Linked DNA regions of Rattus norvegicus: region 2 is linked to region 1. A link is a contact called in public Hi-C data. All regions are on one chromosome and are shown on one strand. The core of a region is the stretch at or near the end of the contact, and the rest is flanking DNA. Distances in the headings are between cores, read along the strand shown.

Region 1 (3,710 bases), core at 617-3,116:
TGACTTCAGACTCAAGTTCTTCCTGCCTCAGTCGCCTCTGAGGTGAAGTTATGGACATGCACCCCCATACAAGGTTAGAGAAGGGGGCTTGTGCCTACGTCCCCTCTCAGCCATAGGACCCCTTCTGGCTCAGGCCTGCGCATGCTGCCACAGTCTCTGTGGGTATGTGTCAGCACTTGTGTCTGGAAGGCTCTGTTTTCTTGGCATCTTTCATCCGCACTGGCTCTAACAGTCTTCCCTCTCTTCTTTCACAAAGTTCCCTGGGCCCCCAGAAGGAGATTTGATGGAGACACCTCATTAGGACTTAGTAGTCCAAGGTCTCTGATTCTGTGCACCTTGTCCAGTTGTGGGTCTTTGTTTCTGCCTGCTGAGGAGGGAGCTTCTCTAATGATGATGAACAAGAAACAGAGTAGAGTGATCTGCGAGTATAGTAGAGTGTCCTTGGGGACCAATTTATGGCTCTGTTCCTTCAGTAGAGATTCATGATTGCTGTGGAAGGACCTAGCGGCAGGGGGTCCTGGGTTCTATAAGAAAGCAGACTGAGCAAACCTCGAGGAGCCAGCCAGTAGGTAGCACCCCTCTGCAGCCTCTGCATCCATTCCTGACTCCAGCTTTATGCTTTGAGCTCCTGCCCTGAAATCCTAGAGGCTATAATAAGTGAACGCTTTCTTTCCCAAGTTGACTTGGTCATAGTGTCTTATCACAGCAATAGTGATATCACAGCAATAGAAACACTACCTAAAGCAGATAGTTCCTGATGGCGGAGAACAGATATGTATATACCAGACTGCCCTGTAGATGGGTATTGCAGGGAGCCTGTGGTGTCACCTCACTGTTTCCCTTCCTTTCCTGAGCACGTGCATTTCGTACTGGTGTTCTCAGTCTCTCTCTCTCTTTTTTTTTTTTTTTTTGTTGTTGTTGTTGTTCTTTTTTTTTCGGAGCTGGGGACCGAACCCAGGGCCTTGCGCTTCCTAGGTAAGCGCTCTACCACTGAGCTAAATCCCCAGCCCCGTTCTCAGTCTCTTTATCACCCTCCTTGCCTCTGAGATTTAACTGTAGGACATTGTGCATCGTATGCATTTGGTGTATATTTTGTGCTTCCCCCATCCCCGGAACCATCTGATCTGGTAAGACACTTGCCTTCACTGATAATTATAAAAGATAAAAGTATTTTTCTCAGATAGTAGGGCATTTCCACTCCAGTAAGCGAAGTTCAGCAGTCTTGAGTGAGACTTCTGTTGTTTAATACACCTGTGCTTTTTTATATGTACTTTATTTTAAGCTAATTATTATTTAAATGTGTATGCAAAAACCCAAGTGCATTGAGAACACACACACACACACAAAATTAACTTTTGTGTATTGTATAGAAGACAATAATTTTTGAGATTAAAAGATCTCTGAAACAAAGACTCACAAAGTCTTTGTGTTGAGGCCATATTTGCCTGTCATTCTTACGATGAATATTTATGGAGGACATATTGTGTAGAATACAGCATCAGCGAGCACCCAATGGAGTTCTTTATTCTTTGACAACCAAGATGCTAGCGTGGGCTATATTCATGTCTAATGTCAGGTTATCTGACTATTGAATCACAAAGATAACCGGCAGAGTGAAGAGGGATCTTCCTTTTATAAAAAACACAACAAACCTCGGAGTTGGCATAACCCTTTGTCTGCCACACTATAAATAGAGCTCACGAGGAGACTGAAGGCCAAGTTCGGCAGGATGCAGAGTCGGCACAGATCTCCTCCTGCTGTCTGTTCTGCAATCTGTGACAGTTGTCTGGCTGCACCAGGGTGCACACTCTCTCTGCAGTGTGGGGATATGCTTGAATTCCTAGACCATTCTCAACAACCAGGATACTATCCAAACACATATGTGCAGTAGAACAGTGAAATTTAAATATATCTTAAGACTGTCTCCCTCTATGGCTTAGTTGCCAAAGAGTAAAGGATACAGTTTGAGGATGAGTTTCAGATTGTCTGGAAGATACAGGGCGATTGTGTATCTGGTAGAATAGGAGGCAGCACAGGCTACATGGAGACCATCTTGACAGACCATCCAGACAGCCCAGCATTCATTTGTTTTACACAAATATTTACCAAATTCCTTAATCTCTATGCTTTTTAGTGAATAAGATGGAAACCCCTTCTTTACTTATTCCTTGGTCCCGATTTCTTGAACAAATAACCCAGTCAGCTTCTCATTAATCTACTTAGAACGTGTCTGACAGTCTGTGACACTGGAAGCTACTAGAAACAGCGTCCCATTCTCAAGGACCATGGAAGATCGCTCATTAGCAAGTCTTTCCCATGTCCATCAAGCCAGGCAGTTTGCCCTGTCCCTGCTAGGGAGCAGCAATACCCAGCCGTCCCCTACAGGACCGTGAGACAAACACATTTTACCATGTTAGAAAGAACATAGTATGTTATGACAGTGAGTCCTCCCACAGTTGGAGGAGCACAAAACGTCCTTTCTGAAACAAATGCACCTAAATTAGCTCTGTGTGGGTGAAAGGTTAAGATCTGCCCCTCTCCAACCCCAATTTGTGGGTGTGTTAGGGGAAGTTTGTGGTGGTAGAGATTAAACTCAGGGCCTCATGGGTACCATGTAAGCCCTGTCCCACTGTCCCATAGCCACAACCCATGACTCTTGATCTGACTTTTAACATGTGGCTGGAGAGAAGGGGTAGCTTGGGAGAAAATGAGGTGAGTTCTAATGAAAGGAGACTGCAGGATGGCTCTGCGGACTGTAAGGCCTACCGCTGCAACCTTTCAGAGGTTCGAGTGACATTTGTATAGGAGGTCAGTTCTAGTCAGTGAGACAACTGCAGCAGTGCCAAGAATCGGTCTCAAATATTGGCAAGTACTCCAGGGAAACTGATGACCCAACACAAACACACATTGATGATAAAGATGCTCAAATGAGAGGAGTGTTAAGTGATTGATGAGGACACAATTGATAAGCTGCTTACAAAATGACAGATTTTTTTTCCAAGGCCAGCAGTTTGGAACCACAGGACCAGAAAATGCTTTCTGTGAACTGAAATTTAAGATAACACTAATGAGTCAGGGGACATGGAGAACCGTTAGGTGCTTCATCTCCTGTTGAATATTGGTCATTTGAGCTAGCTACCTTCACAGTGTGAATGCTCCCAAACACCCTCCATTTGGATTGACTTTTCTCCTCTGTCTTCCTCTGTGAAGTCTACGAATTTTGTTAAAAGGCCCTTGCTTTTCTTTCCTTTTTTGCATTGTACAAATGATATAGCCATCCCATTCCCTATCTGGCTGTCATTCATGGAGACGGAAAGTTGCAGAGCCTCACCTAGAAGAGGTTTTCACCCCTGTGGAAAGTTGTAGCCCAATTAAAGTGTGTAAGCTATGTTAGCTAATGATAACAGTGTGTGGGTGTGTGCGGGTGCACGCGTGCACGCTCACATGCGCTATCTAGCCAGATATTGTTTGACAGATTCTTAACTTTCTGTTTCCTAATCACCAGGCAACTCCTTAATTATGGTTTTCCGGCCCAGAGAGAACTGACTGGTCATGCTGACTTCGTATTTCATCCGGGAAGTTACTTACTAACTTGGCATTCTGACTTTATGTATCTATCATTGGAGGTCTTTAAATATGAACCTTTTCTCAAGAAATGCTGTTTCTGCTGGGTGTCTGAGACCCAAGCTCAAGTCCAGGCACTGTGGGGA
Region 2 (3,596 bases), core at 944-3,443, 54 kb before region 1:
ACATATACCTCCTCCTTTTTTTTTACAGGACTTGGACCGAACCCAGGGCCTTGCGCTTGCTAGGCAAGTGCTCTACCACTGAGCTAAATCCCCAACTCCCCTCCTCCTTTTTTTAAGTGCTCACCAACTCCATGGATCAGAACTTTGGCCGGGCACCCATCAGAGGGCTAGAGTGTTCTAACATCACCACTGGTCAAGGCAGTCACAATCCCACTCATGCTCCACTCCGGGCTTAGGAATTGCAAAGTTGTTTTATGGAAGAGCCCAGGGGCTGGAAGTCACCATTACTCACTTTCAGAAAATATAAAATTTGTGTGGCCAAAAGTTCTAGCCAAAAGATGAGGAGTGTTTGCTGTGGGAGGGATGCTCCCGTCTCCTTCCCACTTTCCTGTTAGTGACTGGTGGTGGAACAGCCATAAAGTCAGAATCACACAGCAGTGAGCCTGAATGAGTGTGGATCCTTAATTGCCATTGAGTAGCACAAAGGCCTTCCATAGCTCACTTTACGAGTCAGAGAAATAAAATCTTAAAACTAGTCTGATTTGCATTTTCTGCTGCATCTGAGCAATGGTCATCATAATGTAAACATCGTTATAAATGATAGAAATACATCCTAGATTATTGGATCTGTAAAACATTATGGTTGGGAGCTTGACTAATAGTATGTTCCCTATGGCGTCCTGTGACAATCACCACATTGTCTGAGTTTATTTCTTACACACTCCACAATTACGATTTAGAAGTATGTTATTTTTTTAATGGCATTATTATCATGAGGTTAAGAAACTGAACTTGAGAAATGCACTGAAAAAGTACAAGATAAACGCTGTAAACAAATGGGTAAGATGCATTTAAAAAATAAAGTGAAATGGTAAATGGTATTTTTTTTTTTTGGTTCTTTTTTTCGGAGACCGAACCCAGGGCCTTGCGCTTCCTAGGTAAGGGCTCTACCACTGAGCTAAATCCCCAGCCCCGAAATGGTATTTTCTTATTTCTAGCTTCTGGGCTTTGTGAGTCACACATTTTTTATTTTGTGTGGACAGAAAGGAAATTGAGAATAACTAAGGGAATAAAATAAAACTCAAGAGAGAATAGCTAAGTGAGTTTGCACTTGGACGGCTTTAACAATGAAACGAGCATCGTAGAAAGTGAAGTATGTGTATTTAAACAGCATTTGATTTGGCAAAAGATAATATTTTTTTCTGTTTCCAAATTCTCAGAATAGGCTCGTTTTAAAGACAAGGGCTTTCTTTAAAAAGCACAAGTGTGTAGTTCTCCTTTTCTTTATGCTGCTATATTCGAATCTTGGAGATTTAATTGAAATGACTCAAAATGTCAGGAAAGGTTTTAAAAATAAGCAACAAGAGGCTAATCAGGCAACACACCCTTTGTTGTCTGACTATCTGCCCTGACTTCCCGGTATCCTGTCTGAAAGGTATCAACTAACTTCGGTAAGTGCTTCACAGTAAATGCAGGCCTTTGTCTCAGTAACCAGTAGGAAATGCACCAAGCCCGCAAGGCAGAGCATCAGTAAGGCAAACTATCACCACAGTTCCGAGGCTAAAAGGCGGACTAAAACCTAGTGAAAGAACATGTAACAAACAAGTGGCAGTATCTTATATCCAGAAGAGGATATAGGTAAGGCTGTGTGACTAACAAAAGACACCACGCGCATTTCTCTTGCCGCTGGATTCAAGGAAAAGAAAAAGCCACCAATGTGGAGGCTGAAGTTTCAGAACGAATGGCGCGGCACCAGCTTTGAGTGGGCTGGGCAGAAAGAAGCGTGGGATTTGCCCAAGGAGCTCAGGTGGAGCGCGCGGCCTCGGCCCCACGCCCCAGGCGCCCGCTGCCTCCACCCTTAGGCCACTTGAGAGGCGGCAGCGCTCCCGCCCGCCGGGTTGCCATGGTTTCCGGGGATCACGTGGGCGCGCGGGCGGGGGCGGGGCGCCGGGCGGGGGGGGGGCGGTGCAGCGGCGGCGGGAGCGGGAGCGGGAGGAGCTGGAGATGCTGCCAACCCTCCCCGGGTTGTGCTCGCTCTGCCGCCGCCGCCGCACGGAGCAGCCTCGCCGGGGGCCCAGTGCGCCGCGCTCGCAGCCCGTAGCGCCCGGGGCGCTCGCTCGGGGGCCGCGCAGCCCAAGACCCGACCGCGGATAGGAGGCGAGGGCGGCGTCCAGGCGCCTCGGCGTGCACAGGCAGGATGAGCATCGAGATCCCCGCGGGGCTCACGGAGCTGCTGCAGGGCTTCACGGTGGAGGTGCTGAGGCACCAGCCCGCCGACCTGCTGGAGTTCGCGCTGCAGCACTTCACGCGGCTGCAGCAGGAGAACGAGCGCAAGGGCGCCGCGCGCTTCGGCCATGAGGGCAGGACCTGGGGGGACGCGGGCGCAGCCGCCGGGGGCGGAACCCCCAGTAAGGGTGTCAACTTCGCGGAGGAGCCCATGCGCTCCGATTCCGAGAACGGCGAAGAGGAGGAGGCCGCGGAAGCAGGGGCGTTCAACGGTGAGGACCGGACCCCTCGCACCCTGAGCCCTGGCCGCCACGTCCGTCTCACTCTCGAACCCCGCCTTGCTCTTGAACCCTGTGCTGAGCTCCCTACCTTCCCGGTGCTCTCCACCTTCCCATTCCGCCCACCTCCTCAGCACCCATTTCGGTCGCTCCCACTCGCCCACCTTCCTACTCAGCTCTCTTGTCATGCTCTCCCTTTCTCTGGAGGTGGAGAAATAAGAGGTTGCGCTCCCGCTGCCCCTCTGTCACCTTTCTCCCCGGGGCGATTTGGGGTGGGCATCTTGCTAGAAGGTTAACTTTCCCGTGGTTGAAGATGTCAAAGGCTTGGAGAGTACCATTGTGCATGAAGGGCGCCTGGTGTCCTCCTTTCAGCCCTTAGATTTGTTAATGGAGTGTTCAGGGAGAAAAGGCGAACCATGTAGGAATCAGTGAGAAGAGTGTGAAATCGGACTCGCCGAGGTAATACAAATTAACGATAATAGCTGTGACATTCTTGGAATACGAATAATTTATTTTCCAGTTTTTCCAATACCATGTGGTGGAGATATTTTTGGACATGTAACAAAGGATCATATTTAGCCTGATACCTAGGGGGTCTTTGGAATGAGGAAATAAGCCAATTTCCTTTAAAGAAGATACAAAATATATATTGAATGATTTTGATTTTTTTTTTATAGTGTGTGTGGGAAAAATAGCACCATGGGAAGTTCTAAGAGCTTTGTTGGTTGTCTTAATGAAAAAGCCAGTGAGCAACTAAAGACCACGCCAGAGACTGAAGCTAGAAAGAATGAATGGGAGAGAAAGGTTTCTTAAATAGCTGTTTTTAGCGAGTCCCACCCCTTATGCTTACCAACCTCTCCCTGACACACCAGACACACACGCATGTTTACACATTATGACCAAATCATATGTTTTGCAGGAACCCAGGCTGAAATGCCGTGGTGTGCAAAATGTGCAAGTGTTTTCCTTTGTGGTGTAAGGCGAGCGTGCATGCAGGTTTTATTTGTTGATACTGCTTGGTGATTTGTGGGTCCACAATGCATTTCATACAGTGAAAACACTGAAGTACCATTCACTTCATTCCCTTAGGTC

The links. A called contact is a pair of places that touch in the nucleus more often than the background predicts.
Region 2: a contact with region 1 is called in a Hi-C map of frontal cortex, with 2.0 times the contacts expected there. The contact joins the promoter of Prkar2b here to the enhancer-like site in region 1.

Annotation. Positions count from the first base shown.
Region 1 is chr6:54,325,502-54,329,211 of GRCr8, reverse strand. All of the region lies in intron 2 of Prkar2b (protein kinase cAMP-dependent type II regulatory subunit beta), which reads left to right. Among named protein-coding and RNA genes, the nearest start is that of Hbp1, 44 kb to the right of the region's middle. Within about 2 kb of position 1,866, at least 12 of the 93 cell types and tissues checked have an H3K27ac peak or open chromatin away from gene starts, as enhancers often do.
Region 2 is chr6:54,380,008-54,383,603 of GRCr8, reverse strand. It overlaps Prkar2b (protein kinase cAMP-dependent type II regulatory subunit beta), which reads left to right and starts at 2,193. Exons shown (of 11, transcript NM_001030020.1): 1 at 2,193-2,498. The coding sequence starts at 2,198.